Linked DNA regions of Mus musculus: region 2 is linked to region 1. The links are chromatin contacts, called in public HiChIP or PLAC-seq maps. All regions are on one chromosome and are shown on one strand. Each heading gives the region's core, a stretch centred on a gene start, on an enhancer-like site or on the middle of the called end of the contact. The rest is flanking DNA. Distances are from core to core; before and after follow the strand shown. Region 1 has its middle 20 kb from the start of Luzp1. Region 2 overlaps Gm13010 (a long non-coding RNA gene).

Region 1 (5,468 bases), core at 2,873-5,372:
CCCCTACCCACTCACTCCCACTACTTGGCCCTGGCATTCCCCTGTACTGGGGCATATAATGTTTGCATGACCAAGGGGCCTCTCTTCCCAATGTGGACTCGACCTGTCATGTGACAGCTGCGTTTAGCCTCCTGTAAACCAACCACGGTTTCCCAGAGTGGCCACAACCCTGTTTCCCTTCCCAGGAGCGCCACGTAAGGGTTCCACTCGGTCCACATTCTGTGGCTCCTGTAACTATCTGTCTTTTTTAGTGGCGCCATTCTAGTGGGCATGACGTAGTGTTTCCTTCTATTCTAGTGGGCATGGCGTAGTGTTTCCTTGCAGTGACGAAGCTTTGTAAAGGGGCCAGAGAGTGACTGTCTCCAGCTCTCTGACACACTCTGGTCTCTGCCATTGTGTCATGAACAGAGACATGTAAATAAACACTCTGAGTTGTTGACCAACAGGCGGCAGGCAGCTCAAAGGCTAGTTTGCAGATTCTATTTAAAAAGAGTGGCTGCCCCATCTGCCCAGTTCATCTCTGCCCCTTCTTTGGCATCATTATAATCAGCTTTAGAAATAGCCATTATTCACTCAGGAGGCAGAGACAGGCAGATTTCTGAGTTCAAGGCCAGCCTGGTCTACAAAGTGAGTTCCAGGACAGCCAGGGCTATACAGAGAAACCCTGTCTCAAAAAAAAAAAAGAAGAAGAAGAAGAAGAAGAAGAAGAAGAAGAAGAAGAAGAAGAAGAAGAAGAAGAAGAAGAAGAAGAAGAAGAAGAAGAAGAAGAAAGGGAAGAAAAGAAAACCAGAAATAGCCATTATTCTTGTGTGTATGCCCATGATGTGTGCGTAGGCAGGCGTGGGCCCGTGCTGTAGCGTGCATATGAAGTCAGTGGACATTTTTGGAGGCTTGGTCCCCCTTTTCCACCTTTATATGGGTTTTCATGGACTGAACTCATGTCTCCAAGGCTTTGGCTTTTACCAGGTTGGCTTTTATCTTACCAACTTCTAATATGGACTTAAAAAAAAGTTTTACGCCGGGCGGTGGTGGCGCATGCCTTTAATCCTAGCACTTGGGAGGCAGAGGCAGGTGGATTTCTGAGTTCGAGGCCAGCCTGGTCTACAGAGTGAGTTCCAGGACAGCCAGGGCTATACAGAGAAACCCTGTCTCAAAAAACAAAAACAAAAACAAAAACAAAAAAGAAAGTTTTACTTTATTCTCTGTGTATCAGTGTGTGTGTATGAGTGTTTGCATGTGTGTATGTATGTACCCTATGTGTGTGCAGGGCTCATGGAGGTCAGAAGAGGCATCAGAACCCCTGGAACTGGGATGATGGACAACTCTCAGCTGCCATGTAGGTGCTGGGAACTGAACCCAGATCTTTTGGAAGAGCAGCAAGTACTCTTAACCTAGGAGTCAACTCTTCAGACGCCATCATTAGACTTTTGAAACAGGTCTCCTCCCTACATGGCTTAGGCTGGACTTGAACTTGAGATCCTCCTGCCTCAGTCTTCCCAGTGCTGGGATTACAAACCAGGCTGCCAAGCCTGGCTCCTGGGTTTATGTTTTCATTACGCTTGCTTCCAGTGATCACACTTAAGCATTAGTCCTTGCTTACTGCCTGTCCCTCCCCTCTGGTGTCGGCTTGAAGACGATGTTCTTATTTGCTGTGTTCTCTCTTTGACCAGTATGCCACAGGGTCTGTGTATAGTAGGTGTTCAATAAATTCATGGTTGAATGAATGAGTGGTTGGTGGACAAATGGAATCCTGTTTCTGCTCAAAGTCTTGTCTTTAAATTTTGGGGAGATGGTAACTGCTTCCGTTTGGGAACCTGACCTAGTATGACAATCGGTGTCAAGGGGGACTGGGTCAGATGGGAGGCCATAGCTCAGATGGGATGGCTGGCAAGGAAGCCAGTCAACCCAGTATCTCCAAGGGGTCAAATTGGATCTGGTGACTTAGCTTGTCCTAGCTCAGCCTCCAGACTGACTTCTCTTCCTCCAGAAGTCACCCCCACTGTGAAAGTTACAAGGTCAGCCCCAGCAGAGGAAAGGTGTGCTGGTCTTTGTGGTTTTTTTTTTTTTTTTTTTTTTTTAGCAAGATCTCATCAGCCCTTTGTTATCATCTGAAGGGGCCCACGTTCTTCCCACAGTTCCTGCGCTCCTCAGGACACATGAAGGACAAATTGAAAATAAACCTGTCTAACATAGGCCTGTGGTTTGAGGAGCTAACCCACACTCCATATTGATTCTAGGCCTAGCCAGGGATATATGTTGAAACCCTGTCTCAATAAATAAATACGTACATACATACATACATACATACATACATACATACATACATACATAAAATCATCCAGATGTGGTAACACAGGCCTTTAGTCTCAACACTTGGGAGGCAGAGGCAGGTGGATCTCTGTGAGTTAGAGGCCAGACTGGTCTACAGAGTGAGAAGTAGGACAGCCAGGGCTACATTGAGTAAACAGGTCTCAATAATAATAATAATAATAATAATAATAATAATAATAATAAATACTTGTAGGCTTCGAAGTGTAGTTTGGAAGTCTGAGGCAGGATGATTATAAGTTCAAGGCCAGCCTGAACTACAAAATGAGATCCTGCTGCAAAAGATTAAGTTAAAAATCAACTTGAGGCGGTGCTGGAGATATAGCCCAGTTAATAGAGCGAGTGCCTAGCATACGAAAAACCCTGGCTTTGCCACCCCAGCATTGCATAAACCAAGCACAGGGGCACACATGTGAGCCTAGCAATAGGGAAGTGGAAGCAGGAAGATCGGGAGTTTAAGGTCACTCTGGGCTATAAGCAAGTCTGAGACCAGCCCAGGGTACATGAGATCATATAGATAAAGAGATGGATAGATAGATAGATAGATAGATAGATAGATAGATAGATAGATAGATAGATAGATAGATAGACAGACGGATGGACAGACAGACAGACAGATAAGATAGATAGATAGAGCAAGCCTGAGAGCTGGGGCTATAGTTCAGGGGTTACAGATTTCCCTGAGAGTACATGAGGTCCTGGGTTCAATCCACATCAATACAAACAAACAAACAAACAGACAAAGAGTTTCTTATGAGCACAGAGACCATCTGTACCGAAGACCTTTGTCCTCTCCATCTTTCCTCCCACCTCCCATCCTGGGCATGCTTTTAATTCTTTCACACTTAGTCACAGACACACACCCAGTGTGACAGAGATGACGCCAGGGGAGGGCAAGGCCTCAAACAACACAGACTCTGCTAAGTTCTGGTTTATGCAAGTATGGCAAGTCTTATGGTGCTAGCCCTGTCCCTTCCTCAAAGAAACCCAACTTTATTTTTGAGGAGCACAAGGACCAGGAATGACAAAGGTTAAGAGGTTAAGAGGAGCTGGGCGTGGTGGCGCATGCCTTTAATCCCAGCACTTGGGAGGCAGAGGCAGGCAGGCAGGTTTCCGAGTTTGAGGCCAGCCTGGTCTACAAAGTGAGTTCCAGGACAACCAGGGCTACACAGAGGAACCCTGTCTCAAAAAAAACAACAAAAAAAAAAACCCAAAAGGTTAAAAGGACCTTTTGAGTTTAGGCCATCCAAGAAGACAGTGAGACCCTATCTCAAAAAACTAAATCACAAAACAAAACAAAACAAAAAAACATATACAACAGATAACACCTCCCCCCAAAATCAAATCGCCTCTTCATTCGCTATTTTAAAAAGTATTTACTTATTTGTTTGTTTGTTTTTGAGGCATGGTCTCAGGCTGGCCTCAAACTTCTGCCTCTGCTTTATTTTTTTCCAATTGATTTTAAAAAAAAAATATGTCTTTCAGCTGGGCGATGGTGACACATGTCTTTTAATCCCAGAACTCAGGAAGCAGAGGCAGGAAGATCTTTGTGAGTTCTAGACCAGCCTGGTCTACATAGTGCGTTCTAGGACAGCCAGGGCACTCAGAAAAACCCTGCCTCAAAAAAAAAAAATCAAAATAAATAAGTATGTAAAAATAAATAAATAAATAATGAAAGGCCTAGGTCTATATTACCCAGGGTGGCTGGCTTTGAACTTCTGGACTCAAGTGATCCTCCTACCTCGGGCTTCTGGGTAGCTGGAACTGTAAGTATGTCATTATGGCCCCAGCTTCCCAGGCCAGTTTGATTGTTTATTATTGATTTATTTTTCAGAGCTGGAAGCATAGCCCAGAGTTTCACACAGGCTATGCGAATGGTTTCCCACTGAGCTACATTCCCAGCCACCCCTTCTCCACCGTTTACTTCTCAACAGACTTCAGGCCTCCAGGATGTGAATCCTGCAGGGAGTGCAAATAACTGAGCTCCGTGGACACAGGTGACCTCAGCTCCTCTGCTTTCAAGATCAGGGCGGGGGTAGGGGTGGGGGGGGAGGGGGAGGGGCTTCCACCGTCCATCCATCACCCTATGATCGCCATCAGACTCTGAGCCCCTCAGGGGCTCGCTTATCTATCTCTGTCCTCTTAGCCCCTGGCACACAGCCAGACAGCATGTGGTTAATGATAATAGCATTTACTGAGCTCTGACTGTGTACCCAGGTATGCCTTAAGCATTTTATGGGCAGTAGCCACTTAACCCAGTGAAGCAAGTCCAGTTGTTACAGTCCAGATTCGAAGCTAGAGTCCCAGGAAACTCAGTCTTTTGCCCTGTATCCCAGTGCCAGAATTCAAGTCAGGCTACACTCTGAACCCTCAGAGGATGTGGCCAGGCACAAAGGCCAGTGTTTGCCTTTGAAAAGCAGTAAAGCCGGAGAGATACTCCGTAAAGTGTCTGCAGTGTACGCATGAGGCTCAGAGGGCTTGGAATCCCAGCGCTGAAGAGGCAGCAGAAACGAGCAGAATTGGGAGGCTCAGGACCAGTCAGCTAACCTCATCCAGGCAATCATGTGTATGTCGTCACCCGAGTACCAACACCCAAGGTTAACCTCTGTCCTCCACACACAGGCACACATGTGTTCATCCATGAACACCTGGACACACACACACACACACACACACACACACACACACACACACACACACACTAGTGGGAAATGGTAACCAGGGTTTCCAGTTTCTTGCCTTTTAACTCAGGCTATTCTTTGGTACCACACGAATAACAATACTGTCAACCCAAGAAGGTGGCTGGGGCCTGGTACTGTCCCAGACACTGCAGTGTTCAGAACTGGGGAAATCTCTGAATGGGACTAGACTACCACTTACTCACTTGGAACTAATTAAGTGGCGAGGCAAATACACACAGTTGATGATTCGGACTACTGACCTGGGAGCCAGGTCTAGCTCTTGGGTTGCCAGTTGGCAACCTGTGATCTCTTTTTTTCTTTTCTTTTCTTTTCTTTTCTTTTCTTTTCTTTTCTTTTCTTTTCTTTTCTTTTCTTTTCTTTTCTTTTCTTTCTTTCTTTCTTTCTTTCTTTCTTTTATTTATTTATTTATTTTTTAAAGATTTATTTATTATTATATGT
Region 2 (5,463 bases), core at 1,551-4,050, 1.0 Mb after region 1:
CCTGGAACCTATGTGGTAGAAAGTGAAACTGACTCAAGCGATCCTCTGACCTCCTCATTTGTACTGTGGGAGGCACATGCCTACCCACAACACACAAATGCACACACACACACACACACACACACGTTGCACACGCATACATGAAATAAATAGATAAGTGTAAATTAACATTTTTAATCTCATGAGACCTGGTCTCAAAAAACCAAAATAAAAGTGTCTATCTTCTGAGTGTTTCTTTTATGTATTCGTGTATTGTGCTGGCATACATATGTGTGCATCATACATGTGCATGCAGTGCCCACAGAGGCCAGAGAGGATATCAGATCTGCTGGAACTGGAGTTGCTGATGGTTATCATAAAGGGCTATGAGGATCGGGTTGTAGAGAGAGGTCAGGGTTTGCATATGCTCGGCCCAGGGAGCGGCACAATTAGAAGGTGTGGCCTTGTTGGAGTAGGTGTGTGTGTCACTGTGGATGTGGGCTTTAAGACTCTCATCCTAGCTGCCTGGAAGCCAGTATTCTGCTAGCAGTCTTCAGATGAAGATGTAGAACTCTCAGCTCCTCCTGTACCATGCCTGCCTGGATGCTGCCATGCTCCCATCTTGACATCTCTTCAGTCCCCATAATCAAGGTTTTAATAAAGGAAGGAAGGCAGGCGGGAAGGAGGGAAGAAAGAAAGAAAGAAAGAAAGAAAGAAAGAAAGAAAGAAAGAAAGAAAGAAAGAAAGAAAGAAAGAAAGAAAGAAAGGAAGAAAGGAAGGAAGAAGGAAAGAAAGAAAGAAAGAAAGAAAGAAGGAAAGAAAGAAGGAAAGAAAGAAAGAAAGAAAAAGAAAGGAAGGAAGGAAGGAAGGAAGAAGGAAAGAAAGAAAGAAAGAAAGAAAGAAAGAAAGAAAGAAAGAAAGAAAGAAAGAAAGAAAGAAAGAAAGAAAGAAAGACCAAATCTTGTGATATTTTAAGTTTCTGATCTTGTGCCACATTCCCAGCCATCCTGAGGTTCATGAAGCCCGTGAGCTGCAGACTGGACATACTGCAGACTCGGTTCCCAGTTATAAAGTGGGAATGAGAAAGAAATGAGCTGATGCATAAGACTTAGCATAGGGGGCTGGAGAGATGGCTCAGCGGTTAAGAGCACTGACTGCTCTCCTGAAGGTTCTGAGTTCAAATCCCAGCAACCACATGGTGGCTCACAACTTCCCATAATGAGATCTGATGACCTCTTCTGGGGTGTCTGAAGACAGCTACAGTCTACTTACATATAACAATAAATAAATCTTAAAAAAAAAAAAGACTTAGCATAGAACCCAGGATATGTGTGTGTGTGTGTGTGTGTGTGTGTGTGTGTGTGTGTGTGTGTTGTATATGCTTGTGCACATGTGTATGTGTGCACACTCATGTTTGTGTGAGTACATGCGTAGTCATAATTATTGTGGTTTTCCTAGCTGAGGAAACACAAGTTCAAAAGTGTGGTCATTTGGCCCGGGTCCCCTACTCCAGTGCTCTGCTGGCAACAGAATCTCAAAGGAAAGTCTTAATTTGTCACACATGCTGGGGTGAAGGTTCCCGGTTGTGCTTGGCTTTAGACTCCCCATGCTTAACAACAGCCTACCACACCCTGCCCGGTGGTGCATATCTGTTATCCTGGTACTCAGCAGGCAGAGACCACATTTTCAGACCTTATCAAAGAAAAGAAGGAGGAGGAGGAGAAGAGGAGGAGGAGAAGAGGAGGAGGAGGAGGAGGAGAAGGAGGAGGAGGAGGAGAAGAAGGAGAAGAAGAAGAAGAAGAAGGAGGAGGAAGAGGAGGAGGAGGAGGAGGAGGAGGAGGAGGAGGCAAGCAAACAACAAAATCAGCCTACCAAATTCCAGAATGTTGAACAACTGGCTCCAGCCAGCTCCAGGCCAGGCCATCACTACAGCAGCTGGTGCGTTGGTGGAGGCTTCGGATCTGAGCCTGGAGGTCTTGCAAACATTTGCTATTACAGCAATTTGACTGCGCTCACTAGCCACCCTCCTACCCATTTTACAGACTAGGAGACTGAGAACTCTACCTCCTCCTCCTGCACCAACCTCTCTCAGGGCAACATGCACACAAATCTATTTGTGACCATCTTCTTCTAGAGGGAATTTCCCAGACACCTCCCAGATTGGTGGCTCTGCCTCCAAAGCCCTGTAGCAGCTTGGCAGGAGGGCACTGTTGTTGGCTGGGGTCCTGGCCAAGCCCCACCCATCCTAGACCTCCTGGGTTGGAACCTGTCCTGGCCTGTACCTGCCATACGTGGGCTTGGGGAAGCACTGTTTTTGGCAATAGGTACAAAAGAGGGGCCTTTTTCCTGGGGGTGCTGGGAGGGATGGAGGGTGCATGACTCATGCACCCTGGTGGGTAGAAGGCTGCAGGCAGCGTGGGGAGTGGGGAGAGAAGAATTCCTGGCCCAGGAGAGATTTATTGTGCTGCGGGCAGGCTGGCTTCATGCCAGGTAGGGATTCAGGGGTGGCCCACTGCCAGGCAGTCATCGGAGGCTGGGCACAGATGCCCTTCAGGCATGATGGGAGCACCGAAACTTTCGTGCCTCTAGCTGTCCCTGACTGCTGTCACACACATGTGGCTGCTGCTGAGCTGAGCTTGTTTGCGTGTGATGTTTCCAAGGGTCATGAAGTGAAGGGACATAAAGGACATCCCACCCCTCATCTCAGACCTTCAAGGGGACAGGAGAAACTACATGGCAAGTGAGGGGTTAATGTGCGGACTACAAGCAGATGAATCAGGAGTAGTCTCAGTAGACAGGCTGCTTACTCCCTGAGTCCTGAGGGACACCAGAGGAGTGAGAGAGCCTGGAATATTTGTGCCTAGGGGCAGAGGATGGAGAAAGGGGACCTCCTGGGTTTAGAAGGGAACAGGAAAGGTGGGGTATTGATAAGACAGGGGAGGGGAGTCAAGTGAGAAGGGAGAGAGTGGGAGGGGCAAGAGTAACCCGAAAAGCCACAGATTGTAGCTGGTTTGGCCTTGGAGCTAAGAAGCCAAGGCTGGATGGAGGTGGTCCAGGTGAGGTAAAGGGTCGAGACTGTAGCAATAGACCATGCAGGGTGGGATGTCACATCCACCCTGGGCATTCTGAGTCCCAGGAGTACTAAGTACTTAGTACTGAGGTACTAAGCTGGGAGAGGCTAGGGCTCAGTATGGAGTAAAATTACAGTTCCTGGCCACTTTGCCTCCCCTCTCAAAGCTGATTCATTCACAGCATCACTTTCCTTACCTCTCCTGAATGAAAAAGTGACCCGCCCCTCTTCCTCCCTCACACTTCAGCCTCCAACCTCCTCTCTGAACCAAGAAGGTGTGGTCTTAATTCTAGTCTGCTGGGCATGTGCTGGCAAGTCCTGCTCTCTCTCTGAACTGCTGATGACCTCATCTGGAAAACAAAATACCTACCTCAGAGGGGGTACTGTGAAGATTAGATATGAGAGTGGATATGCAGGGGCTGGCAAAAAATGCTATCAGGTTCTATTGTATACATTAGGAGTTCCATAAGTGTCGGCCTTTGGGAATGGGCTGGGAAGGACAGAAACAGTGTCCTTATATGCTGCTGTTGCTGAACCCAATGGGTCCAACCTGGGCTAGGATCTCAAAGCCACCCCTCTTCCATCAGCAAAGGAAGATTTTAGTCCTTCTTGTCCCCCTCTGACTGAAGGTCTCCGTGAGTCACCAGCTGGCCTGAAGATCCCATAGAGTAGAGGCGGCATAGAGGAAATTCGCTGATCTTCCTAAGACAGGGCCTGGCTTTCTGGGAAGATGGAGAAACGGTACATTCCTCCCGAAATAATCCTACAGCTATTTCCAGTGCTACTGTGCCCAGGCCAGAAACGGCCAGTGATCTCCGTGCTTGGATACCATTTGGACAAACAGCCCAGAGGCCCAGCCCTCAGCTGGCTGCCCGCCTGCCTGGCCTCCCAGTCTCCAGCCCAGCGCTGTACCCAACCTTGGCTCAGGCCTCAGAAGAGAGTGGCTACCACTCGCCTTGTTCACTGAGTTCTCCACACTGCTCTTGGTCTATGGGGAGCCTCTCGGTCTCTCATCTCTGTGCCCTACTTAGCTGACTCCCACCCAGAGGCAGAAAGTTCTTTGTTCTCAACAATTGAACAGCAAGGAGGTCGCAGGACACTGGGTGACAGTGACTTGCAATACACAATCTGATCATTAGGAAACATGGGCTGGACCCAAACTGGAGAACATTCTGCTGATAACTAGTGCATTCTATTCTAAACCGTCAGAGCCCTCCATGAAGAAAGAAGGGGGCAGGGCGTGGTGGCGCACGCCTTTAATCCCAGCACTTGGGAGGTAGAGGCAGGCAGATTTCTGAGTTCAAGGCCAGCCTGGTCTACAGAGTGAGTTCCAGGACAGCCAGGGCTATACAGAGAAACCCTGTCTCAAAAAAACCAAAAAAAAAATGTAAGGCAGGAAGTGATAGAGGACACCAGACATCCACCCATCAGCCTCCAGCTTCCAAACATGCATATACACATGAACATGTACACATGTACAGACACATATGAACATGTACCCACACATAACATACACAAATGCACAGATATGAACATGTATGTGCATGCATACATGAGCATGTACAAGAGGAGAGAGAGATTTTCAGACCAAAGAAGTGCATTCTGGTCAGGATGAACATTTGAGAGGTAACTGGTAAAATCTGACTGACTTTGGGTAAATTAATGGGTTAATGTCTCCTGGGGAGACTTGAACATTACTCAACCTAGATAGGGTACCAACCAAAAGAAGCAACTCCATCTGAGGTTAGACTGATGACCCAATGAGTTGGTTGGCTTTTTATAGAAGCCTGGGAGAGGGTGACTTACAGGAGTGTGGGTAACCCCCTAAAAGCCATGTTGCTGAAAATCTCACTCCAGCATTTTGGTGACCTCCCATGGCTGTCTGTATGGTATCCTCTGTTTAGTTCATCTTCTGGTTTTGTGTGCACTAGTCCCACCCAAGTCCACACATCCCTAGGGCAGAGTCACAGGCAGCCAGAAGGAGCACAGGGCTGGGTGGCTGAAACCTTGGGTGAGGGTCCGATGACCCTCCCTCGTTCCTTCCGTCTTTGAGGAGACATCAACAAGCAAGATCGTGAGGGTCTCTTGGATTGAGAGGGTAGTGTCTGCTAGGCTCTAGGATGGTGGTCCACAATAGAACTGTCTGTTTAATAGAGGGTCTAGGTCAATGTTCAGTAGCCTGGACCAGGAGCCTGTGGGAGCTTAGAAAGTATCTTTGTCCTCTCAGCGGGAAGAGATGAATACTGAAGTCATCAGGCACAAAAGCTGCTGTGGTCTGCAACTTGCTGAGCATGGTGATGTATATGTGCGTGACTGAAGTGCCAAATGTGGAGACAATTTTTTTTGATACAATGTTTAGTTAGAGGATTTGCATGGAGAACATGTGGGGACCAGAATGATAGTTCCATGAAGAA

What was found. HiChIP or PLAC-seq counts read pairs in DNA pulled down with a chosen protein or histone mark.
Region 2: a contact with region 1 is called in a FOXA1 HiChIP or PLAC-seq map of pancreatic cancer cells. The contact joins two enhancer-like sites. A contact is called at or near these places in 2 of 39 promoter capture datasets (cranial neural crest and pre-B cells) and 1 of 115 datasets of contacts at active chromatin or transcription factors (pancreatic cancer cells).

The regions. Positions count from the first base shown.
Region 1 is chr4:136,447,254-136,452,721 of GRCm38.p6, forward strand. No RefSeq gene overlaps it. Among named protein-coding and RNA genes, the nearest start is that of Luzp1, 20 kb to the right of the region's middle. Within about 2 kb of position 4,123, at least 53 of the 459 cell types and tissues checked have an H3K27ac peak or open chromatin away from gene starts, as enhancers often do. A contact at or near this core is called in pancreatic cancer cells, where this site is marked.
Region 2 is chr4:137,446,006-137,451,468 of GRCm38.p6, forward strand. The region is part of intron 1 of Gm13010 (a long non-coding RNA gene); the gene reads right to left. Among named protein-coding and RNA genes, the nearest start is that of 1700013G24Rik, 4.6 kb to the right of the region's middle. Within about 2 kb of position 2,801, at least 92 of the 459 cell types and tissues checked have an H3K27ac peak or open chromatin away from gene starts, as enhancers often do. A contact at or near this core is called in pancreatic cancer cells, where this site is marked.